Regions from separate parts of the Mus musculus genome. Here region 1 is linked to region 2. A link is a contact called in public HiChIP or PLAC-seq data. All regions are on one chromosome and are shown on one strand. Each heading gives the region's core, a stretch centred on a gene start, on an enhancer-like site or on the middle of the called end of the contact. The rest is flanking DNA. Distances are from core to core; before and after follow the strand shown. Region 1 holds the start of Crybg3 (beta-gamma crystallin domain containing 3). Region 2 overlaps Crybg3 (beta-gamma crystallin domain containing 3).

Region 1 (4,652 bases), core at 105-2,604, 100 kb after region 2:
CTGCTTTCAGATCACAGGGGACTGTTAGGGACAACGTTAGAGCCACATTAGAGCCACGACAGGTGAGACCTCCCAGATTTCAGAACTACCATTAAGGACGGGGAAACTTCGAATGTTAAAAGCATCAACAACCAGGCCAAAAGTATCTGAAACTTCCTAGTAGAATAACCAGTCAATTATAATTGGTCATTTCTTGGAAAGACGTATTATGCTAACAGGTGATTACACTGGAAATGATTCACAATTAGGAAAAGCAAGGAGAACGAAGGGCTAACAACAAATCACAAACCCTAAATAGTAATGGAACTAGAAGCGTCAGTTGTTTCCGATCCATTTTTCTTTGAAGTCCATCAGCAAGTCTTTAGTCTGAGGTAAATATAGCTCTCTAGAGGGCAACCTTCCAAGGACATGGGTTACAGGTTCTTCTGGTGCAAGTGAAGTTGGCTTCACTTCTCAAAAAAAAAAAAAAAAAAAAAGGAGAAAGAAGCGAAACCACCTCTCCTTTAGGGTTGATAAGGAAATTTAAAAACGGGCATTTTAATGAGACGAATTTTTAAAATGTCAATCTTTAAAGCAGCAGGAGTAGAGGAAAAATGATTATGGAAAGAGTGCAAGAGTGCACATACTAATCATTAAACTGAGCCAGCTCTCAGCTCCGGCCCTGGTTCCCCAAATCGGAGCGCTTCCGTCAGATGTCCCCAGTGAGAGAGACAGAGAGAAAGGAGGAAGGGCGGCAACATTTAAACTGTAAACAAATCTGGCGAAGACTTCAGATTCTGGATGTCGTCTCAGAAAGCTCTGATTGCAACTCTTTTAGGAATCACTTCGAGAAAACCTTAAGATGGCAAAGCACGACGCGGAGGGGCGCGAGATTCCCTCGGCAGCTTCAGAGCCTCCCGGAGTGGAGGGGACAGAGCCGGGAGCCCCCGATGGCGGCGGGAAAAGCCACCGGCCGGGAGCAAGAACTTCCCCAGATCTAAGCCACCCAGGGCGGGACCGGAGGAAACCCGAGCGGCGGAGGAAGGCGCGCACGGCGCCCCCGCGGCTCCCACCTGGCTGCACTCCGGCTCACTCCCGCCGGCTGGCCGGTCCCCGGCTTCTCCTCCTCTTCCTCTTCCTTGTCCCGAGAAGGGTTCCGCGGAGCGAAGAACCGAGAGAAGCTGTGCCAGGGGGCGCTGCCCCTCCTGCGGCCGCCGGACATCTCCCCACCGGCTCGGCCGCGCCGTCCGCGGGCCCCGACGAGCCGCTGGCCGGAGCGAGGGTGGCCGCAGCCCTGGCTCGCTGAGCGCAGCGAGAGTCGGCCCGGGCCGCCGGCGCGGCTCCTCCAGCCCGGCCGGCACGAGCGCTCCCCGTGCGGCTCCTCCTCCCGCCCGCGCCCGGAGCTGCCCGCCCCCGGGAGGAGCCAGTGGCCGCGACCGCCCTGTCGGCCACAGCGTGCAGATCCGGGAGGAGCAGCCTGGGGATGCTAGGCTCCGGCTTCCCGCCCAAACCAGCCCAGCCCGCAGCCCACTTGGCTTGGCCAACAGTCAACTGTAAATGCTTTGCTTCCCTTTCCCGAGTTAGGGCTGTTTTAAAACAGGGTAATCAATTAAAGTCTGGGGAAACACCTGGCAAGAAGCAGCACCCGCGTGCCCTGCAGCCTGGAACCTGAGCACAGCCTTTCTAAAGACAGTTTCAGCCTGCAAGGGTAGGTCCCATCTGTCCTGCTGTCAGCACCTTGTTTCTGCTTCAGCTGGCTCAGATGAGGAGCCACCAACCCAGGTGTGTTTTAGCGCTCACCCTTCACCTGTGGGCCACTCCCAGAATCCTTTTTCAAAAAAACCGTCCCTGATCACAAAACCAAATCTGATTCAGGTATGACTCAAACTAGAAAAATGCTGAAACAAATATTTGGTTGTTGCGCAGATACTCCTGTATTCTGGAACGCCAAAGGCCCTTAACATTAGTTTAAAACGAATATCTGGTTATGATAAAAATGACTTTATACAGCGGAGCTGCTAACAGAGAAAGCACACAGAGCCATATTCGCCCCAGGTGTATTGTTATAGTTTGTCTGAAGTCAAACTCCAGAGGTATGAAGTTCAAGATAACAGTGGGACATTTAGTAACTAAAAATGTTATGTGGGCAAATCACATGAAAATAGGGTGATAGCTGTCTGTGGCTGGCTGGAGAAGTGAGGAGGTTGAACGTCTACCTGTCGGCCCCAAGGAATCATAGTGCCGGTTAAGGAGCCTTCCCGCGGACCCACAGCTACCCCTTTGAGGCATTTTAATCTGTCAACTGGATCTGAAACTAGGAGTATGAGAGTAAGAAAAAAATTAGGATCAGATACAGATGGACAAGCAAATTCTTCCATGCAGCTACAGGGCCTGGAGAATAATGTGCCTCCCCAACGCAATGTTAGCTGACTAGCAGTTGCCTCCCCCTGTTGCCCTGTGACAAAAAGTGGTCCTACACCTCAGTGTTGGCACAGAGGGTCCAGGCAAGGAGTCTGTCTGGGGATAAAAGTGTCTGGGCGTCAATAAGATTATGAGGCAAATTCTGATTTTCAATAATACTATTTCTCTCAATTAGCTGATAGGAAAATGTTATAGTAGTCCACGTATTAATGTTTCTTTACAACTGGTCTCCTAGGTATATGCAGAAGTATTAGGCTCACGGCATGGAAAGTTCTTGGTATTGAATGTTTGCTTTTCCAATACTTAGATTTTTAGATTTCCTGTACCCTAGAGTCTTGACATACAATAGCAGGTTCTTGAATCCTAGATTCTAGGATTTTGTTATGAAATCTGTGAAAGCACTTTCAAATTTCAGTTGGAAACATCTCAGAGATACTAATTTTATGCACTCAACTTCGCTTCATTTCAAATTCAGTTTTCATCCAGACATTTGGTAAGTGGCTGAGGCAGGAGCATTCTTTCCATAAAGCTGACGAAGTTCATGGGTTTTTTGTTTGTTTGTTGTTTTTGGGGTTTTTTTTCGAGACAGGGTTTCTCAGTATAGTCCTGGCTGTCCTGGACTCATGTAGACCAGGCTGGCCTTGAACTCAGAAATCCGCCTGCCTCTGCCTCCCAAGTGCTAGGATTAAAGGCGTGCACCACCACCGCCCTGCCGAAGTTCACGTTTGAAGACACTTCACTGGTACTGCCTTTTCCAGTGTGCGCAGTGACTGGATGGTCACGTGTTCTTAGACGACTGTCAACGTAATTTCTTCTTTAAAGCTAAGTGGATTGGGACCACAGGACTCTTCCTCTATCCTATGTCCGGAGTTCGTAGGTTCTAGAGTTCTTTGGCTCACACTGAGGTCTGGTGAATGGAGACTCCAATGGCTTTGATCTTCTTGGGAAAATATTTATGTTGTTTTAAGCTGCTCCTCTTCGGAGGATAGTTCAGTTATTGCTTAAATTCCACCTTGTTCATTGCGCAACTCATCCAGGTTTACACCCAAGATACAAGACCAGAGGTTCTGTTGAGACATGAATACACACATGGCTTCCAAGATTTCAAGTATGTAGATGGTGAAGGTGAAAGAGGCTATGAAGTGTGCAGCTGGAAAATGACATGTGTTACGTATTCCAGATACCAGCCGACAACACTGCAAGACACAGAACTGTTTCTAATTGACACCAATTCTGTCATAGTAGTAATATGTTCCATAACGCACTCTACATTTTTTTCTATTCAATGTAAACTGTGTCAAATTGAAATTTTCAGACTTATTAGACCTACACCAGAAATTTGAGCTCTCTATGTGTGTGTCAGGACGTAAAGATGCTCGTTTTCATGCCTTTTCTATAAATAATATATAACACCAAGTGAAACAGTGGAAAGACTGGGCTATTTAGTTCCATTGTCTTGTACGTACGATGACATTAAAAATATTTCCATATGAAAGGTTTTCAAAGGATACACTATGAATTTTTAATATGTAGACATATGCCAAGTAGGAAATAGGAAAAAATACATTGCTTTTATAGAATTTGCTAAGTTTGCAGTGGATCTTTTAGAGTTACTAATTCGCGTCCTATTATGTCCCAAATCATTTAATATAAATTTCGTTTTTAGTTTCAGTGTTTTTTTTTTGTTTTGTTTTTGTTGTGTTTTTTTTTTGTTTTGTTTTTTTTGTTTTTTTTTTTTGTTTGTTTTTTTTTTGTTTTTTTTTTTTTTTGCTTTAGAGAGAGCCTCACAAAAGGGAATCATCATTATGGATTAGGAAAAGGGTTGGAAGGGAAGCAATGGGGACTGGACTTGGTGAAAACACATTATATGTGTGTATGAAATTCTTAATCAATACAGAGGTTCCCCCAAAGTTTTGAAAACTACAGATGCCACAACACTAAATTTGTCTTTTAAGTGCCCAAGATGTGTCAGCCCCACACTCCTGTGTAAAGATTAAGACAGTATGCCCTCTTTCAAGGAACCACTTTGATGGGAAAGCAGTTGTGTCCAGGAGAAGAGAAGGGAACTTGTTCTGTAGGTGTATATGGGGGAGGGTTGTCCTGGAAAGCTCACAGGAGGAAGTGCCTTACTGCTAGATTCTCTGCCTCTGGTGACTACATCACTTCTACAAAAAGACTAATACAGTCGCCCATAAATATGAGGAAGTGTCAAGTTTGCCACATGAGAGTGTATTGCCATTCCCAAAGCGGAA
Region 2 (4,705 bases), core at 1,369-3,868:
GATATCATCATGTGACCATCCCTTTAGCTATTGACATCCTGAAAGAATTGAAATTTCCACAGGAATCCCATGCAGAGAGAAGGGGAAAGCTGAAGCCCCTTTGCCAGCCAGAGGAAGAACTGCCTCTCAACAAGAGATTGTATAGTTCTGACAACTTACCAGACCACCACGCAGATCAGATTTGTCCACCATCAATCCTGGGAACCAAACCTTGACAAGGACTGCTGTTTTCTGCATATCTCTAGCCCTCAAAACTTACACTTCTCATATCGTTGTCTCCAAGACTGGGTGGGTGGGATGGGTGGTTTCAGTGGGATCCGTTATTTATTCTGAGTGTGGTACATTGAATAGATCTGTCTCTCCTCTTACTACTTCTTCCATTAGTGTATTGAAGACATGAGATTGAGACTAGCTTGTTGGGCTGCCAGTACCCAGGCTTTTACTCTTAACTCTGGCATCAGTAGTTATAACTGTAATAATAATGTACATAAGTATCCACAACTCAGTGTCATCTCCCGAAATAACAATTACTAATTCTCTACACTTCAGTGAACTTTTATAGTTGTATTACCTTGCATATACAAAGAAACAGGCATGACCTTCATGAATGACAGAACTCCAGTTACTTTAGTACTAAATAGCACAGTTTTAATCAATAAGACCAAGCAAGGTACTAATTACCCTTATTGCCATTTGTAGTCTGATGGCTCTGTAATTACACTTAGAAATCACTGACATGCATTATAAGTGCCTTAGTGACTCTGTATTCCCAGCCTCAAGGAGGATCATGTTTTGATTATTTCCTGGTTCCTCAACAAGGGAAAGAATTAGAGCAGCACCAGTCCTGTACCAAATTTACATGGAGTAACAAACTACTGTTTTCAAAACTGAGAATTCTTTTGTTGGGTTTTAAAGCTGTGGCCTAATTAAACAATGGGGGAAATAATCTAAAACATTACTTGAAATTAACTTAAGTCACAATAGTTGTTACTGGCATGTAAGAATTTGAGGAATGCCAGGAAGAATTTGAGAGGCTGAACTTTAAGACCCATGGCTGAAGATACCCATGTACTTTGGACACAGGACTCAGAAAGTCTGAACTGGATTTAACCTGAAAACCTCCCCTTGGACCAGCATTCAGAGTGCCAGAAAATGCTATGCAAACTGCCAATGGAGGGCAGTAATCAACAGTCCTACCCAGATCTAAGTCACATTAGCCAGCATGGCCACCTTGCCTTGACAATGACCAATAGCTTTCTAGCTGGACGTAAAGCACATTTAACAAGAGGGAAACCATGGGAAACCACTGGAAAGCTAGCCAGACCTATAGCGGTCATGGGTCTTCAGAGGGAAATGCACTACTACTACTTCACTAACCCAGCACAATCCTGACTGCTTTCTAAACACTTCAACACACAGATAACTAGCTCTCATCCCTCCCCAAGGAAGCTTCTCCCTGCAGCAGATGGAGGATATCACAGAAGAAATGCATTGAATAATGATGGCACCAAAGGCATGACAGTGTGTGTATGCACACACGTGTGAGTATAACAAAAATTAAAAGAGGCCATGAATTTAAAAAGGAGTAAGGAGCTTCCAAATGAGAAGGGTTGCATAGAGGACAGAAAAGACAGGAAATGATGTAGTTATATTTTATATTAAAGTGTTGGGAGCTATTAAGGCAACGCTATTGTCCTGATCTCTGAATTGGGCCTCCCCCCGCCCCCCAGAAGAAAAGGGGGTCAAAAGCGGGCCACCAGACGCACTGCTCCGAGAAAGTCAGCACCGGATATCCTGACCTCAAGATGTACCCTGATACCACCAAGTTCCTGCTTCCCTGTGTAGTCGCCAAAAGAAAAATTTCCGCTGCCCCATCCCTTCTACTGAGAAGTACTTTCTCTCTTTCCGCTGCCCCATCCCTCCTGCTGAGGTGCATTTCCTCTGCCCCATTCCTCCTGCTGAAAGGCACTTCCCCCTTTTCTTGTGCATTTAAACCTCGGGCCTGGCTAACACATTTGGGGCTTTGATGCATTCCAGAATGGTTTCCGTGTTGTTATTCGCACAAGGCCCTCATCTCTCTCTACCCCCCCCCATTTGGTTATTAGGAGGAGGTCCCCTCGAGACCCTTGAATAACTGGACCTGCTGGACGGGTCATTAAAGTTATGCAAAAGGGACTTGCTTGTAAAAGAAAGCGGGTATTCTAAGCATTCTTGATCACAGGACCTGGAACACTGGAAATGGATCTCCATGTCCAGCAGAGAAACTCAAAAATGAGATGACTGGGGATCTAACTCAGTGGTAGAGGCATACCATGCATTAGGCCCTTGGTTGGAAAGAAGCCAGCAGAGGAAGCCAAAACAGGAACATTGTCACAGTGGCTACTATGGTTTTTGGAACATTGCATTCATGTTATTAGCTAGTCTTTAAAAGCTAAACATGACTTCCCACTTCTACCTTTCTTTTCCCTGTGACTATTTACTTCGAATACCCCTTATCCCATGAACTGGGAATGAGGGGCATCCTGGAACATTAGTATATCAACAAATCACTACTGTTTTGGGGTCCTTAAGCAGAATGTCTCTGGCTCTCTCCCAGAGTATGGTGAGTAACTAATAAGCTTTCAAAGTCAATGTGGTACCACAGTTGATACAAGGTCAGTATGCATCCATATGCTACTCCATATTCACAGAGATGATAATAGCTTTCCCAATGTGGAACCTGGGGTGACGGATCAAAATTGCACTGCTAGCAAACAGCTATGGTTTGAAGTGTCAAAACCTGAGACGGTATCAAAGGACATGGCAAGAGTTTGGTAACTATCAAACACTGAGGTTGATTAGAGGCTCAACTCCTGGATCTACTGAACTTACTGCTTACTCCCTGGAGTCCATGGGAGAACTCTGCAAATGATGATCTTACTATCGAAGAGTCCATGTGCTTAAAAATCTGGTATATAAATGATCTGGGCTCAAATTACGGTCCTAACAGTTGGGTTGTCTTTGTCAAACTGTTTGGCATCCAATAATAATCCTTACCTCAGCAGTACTGTGAGAGTCAAGTGAAGCAGTGTTCCAGACTGGCAACCAAAACCTAACAACCCAATCAGAAAATGGGGTATAGAACTAAACAGAGATTTCACAACTGAGGAATCCTGAATGGCTGAGAAGCACCATGTTCAAAGTCCTTAGTGATCAGAGAAATGCAAATCAAAACGACCCTGAGATTCAAAACGACCAATCAGAATGGCTAAGATCAAAACCACAGGTAACAGCACATGTTGGAGAGGATGTGGAAAAAGACTCCTCCATTGGTGGTGGGATGGCACTCTGTTACAACCACTCTGGAAATCAATCTGGAGGTTCCTCAGAAAATTGGAAATAGATCTGCATGAAGACCCAGCTATACCACTCTTAGGGATATACCCAAAAGATGCCCCACCATGCCACAGGGGCACATGTTCCACTATGTTCACAGCGGCCTTATTTGTGATAGCCAGAAGCTGGAAACAACCCAGATGTCCCAAGACAGAAGAATGGATACAGAAAATGTGGTTTGTTTACACAATCGAACACTTCTCAGCTATTAAGAACAAGGACATCCTGAGTTTTGCAGGCAAATTGATGGAACTAGCAAATATCATCCTGAGTGTAGTAACTCAGACTCACTAGTTAGTGGATGTTAGCAAAAACAAAACAAAAGTGCATAATACCCAAGATACAGTCCACAGAACCCAAAAAGATCAAGCTGAAGTGCCCAAGGGAGGACGCCTCAGTCCCACTTGGAAGGGGGAAGAAAGCAATCCCAAGTGTGTGTTTGTAGGGGGAACCTAATCTGGGTGAGAGAAAAGGACTGAAGCCCTGAGGGCCAGAAGGAGGAATGGAAACACGCAACCTAGGTAGATAGGAGGTTGGGGGGACCCTCCAGAATGCACCAGTGACTTGGGAGGTGAGAGACTCTCGGGACTCAAAGGGACCTTAGATTAAATGCCCGGCAGTAGGGAGAGGGAACTTATAGAGCTCACCTCCAGCAGCAAGACAGGAAATCAAGTGAGGGATGGGTTTACCATCCTACATTCACAACTCTGACCCATAACTGTTCCTGTCTGAAAGAATTACAGGGACAGAAATGGAGAGGAGTCTGAGGAAAAGAAGGTCTAGCAACAAGCCCAAAGTGGATCCATCTCAAGGGGAGGTCCCCAAGGCCTGACACTATTAGCGAGGCTATGGAACACTCACAAAAAGAATCCTATCATGACTGCCCTATGAAAGATCCAGCAAGCAGCTGAAAGAGTCAGACGCAGGTATTTGCACCCAACCCCTTTTTGAATTAGGGGAGGCTGAAAGAAGCTGAGGAGAAGGGCGATCCTGTAGGAGAATCAGCAGTCTCAATTAAACTGGACCCCGAGATCTCTCAAACACTGGACCACCAAACAGGCAGCATAGACCAGCTGATATGAGGTCCCCAAAACACATACAGTAGAGGACTGCCAGGCCTGTGTTCATTCAGAGATGATGCACCTAACCCTCAAGAGACTGGAGGACCTAGGAAGTTTAGAGGTCAGGTGGAGTGGGAGGAGTGGGGACATCCATGTGGAAATGGGTGTGGGGAGGAGGTTTGGGATGTGGAACAGCGGGGGGGGGGGGGGGTAGATGGGGGAGGGGATAAAATATGGAGTGTAAAGAGTTAATTAAAAAAAAAAAGAGC

What was found. HiChIP or PLAC-seq counts read pairs in DNA pulled down with a chosen protein or histone mark.
Region 1: a contact with region 2 is called in an H3K4me3 HiChIP or PLAC-seq map of bone marrow-derived macrophages, with 3 times the contacts expected there. The contact joins the promoter of Crybg3 here to the enhancer-like site in region 2. A contact is called at or near these places in 2 of 15 datasets of contacts at CTCF or cohesin (CD8 T cells and large pre-B cells), 40 of 484 Hi-C or Micro-C datasets (B cells, the BV-2 cell line, CD8 central memory T cells and 22 more), 15 of 115 datasets of contacts at active chromatin or transcription factors (CD8 T cells, bone marrow-derived macrophages, embryonic fibroblasts and 7 more) and 4 of 9 other capture datasets (adipose tissue, embryonic stem cells, liver and 1 more).

What each region holds. Positions count from the first base shown.
Region 1 is chr16:59,599,693-59,604,344 of GRCm38.p6, forward strand. It overlaps Crybg3 (beta-gamma crystallin domain containing 3), which reads right to left and starts at 1,355. Exons shown (of 22, transcript NM_174848.4): 1 at 1,053-1,355. The coding sequence starts at 1,201.
Region 2 is chr16:59,497,038-59,501,742 of GRCm38.p6, forward strand. The region is part of intron 19 of Crybg3 (beta-gamma crystallin domain containing 3); the gene reads right to left. Among named protein-coding and RNA genes, the nearest start is that of Riox2, 28 kb to the left of the region's middle. Within about 2 kb of position 2,619, at least 5 of the 459 cell types and tissues checked have an H3K27ac peak or open chromatin away from gene starts, as enhancers often do. A contact at or near this core is called in bone marrow-derived macrophages and kidney, where this site is marked.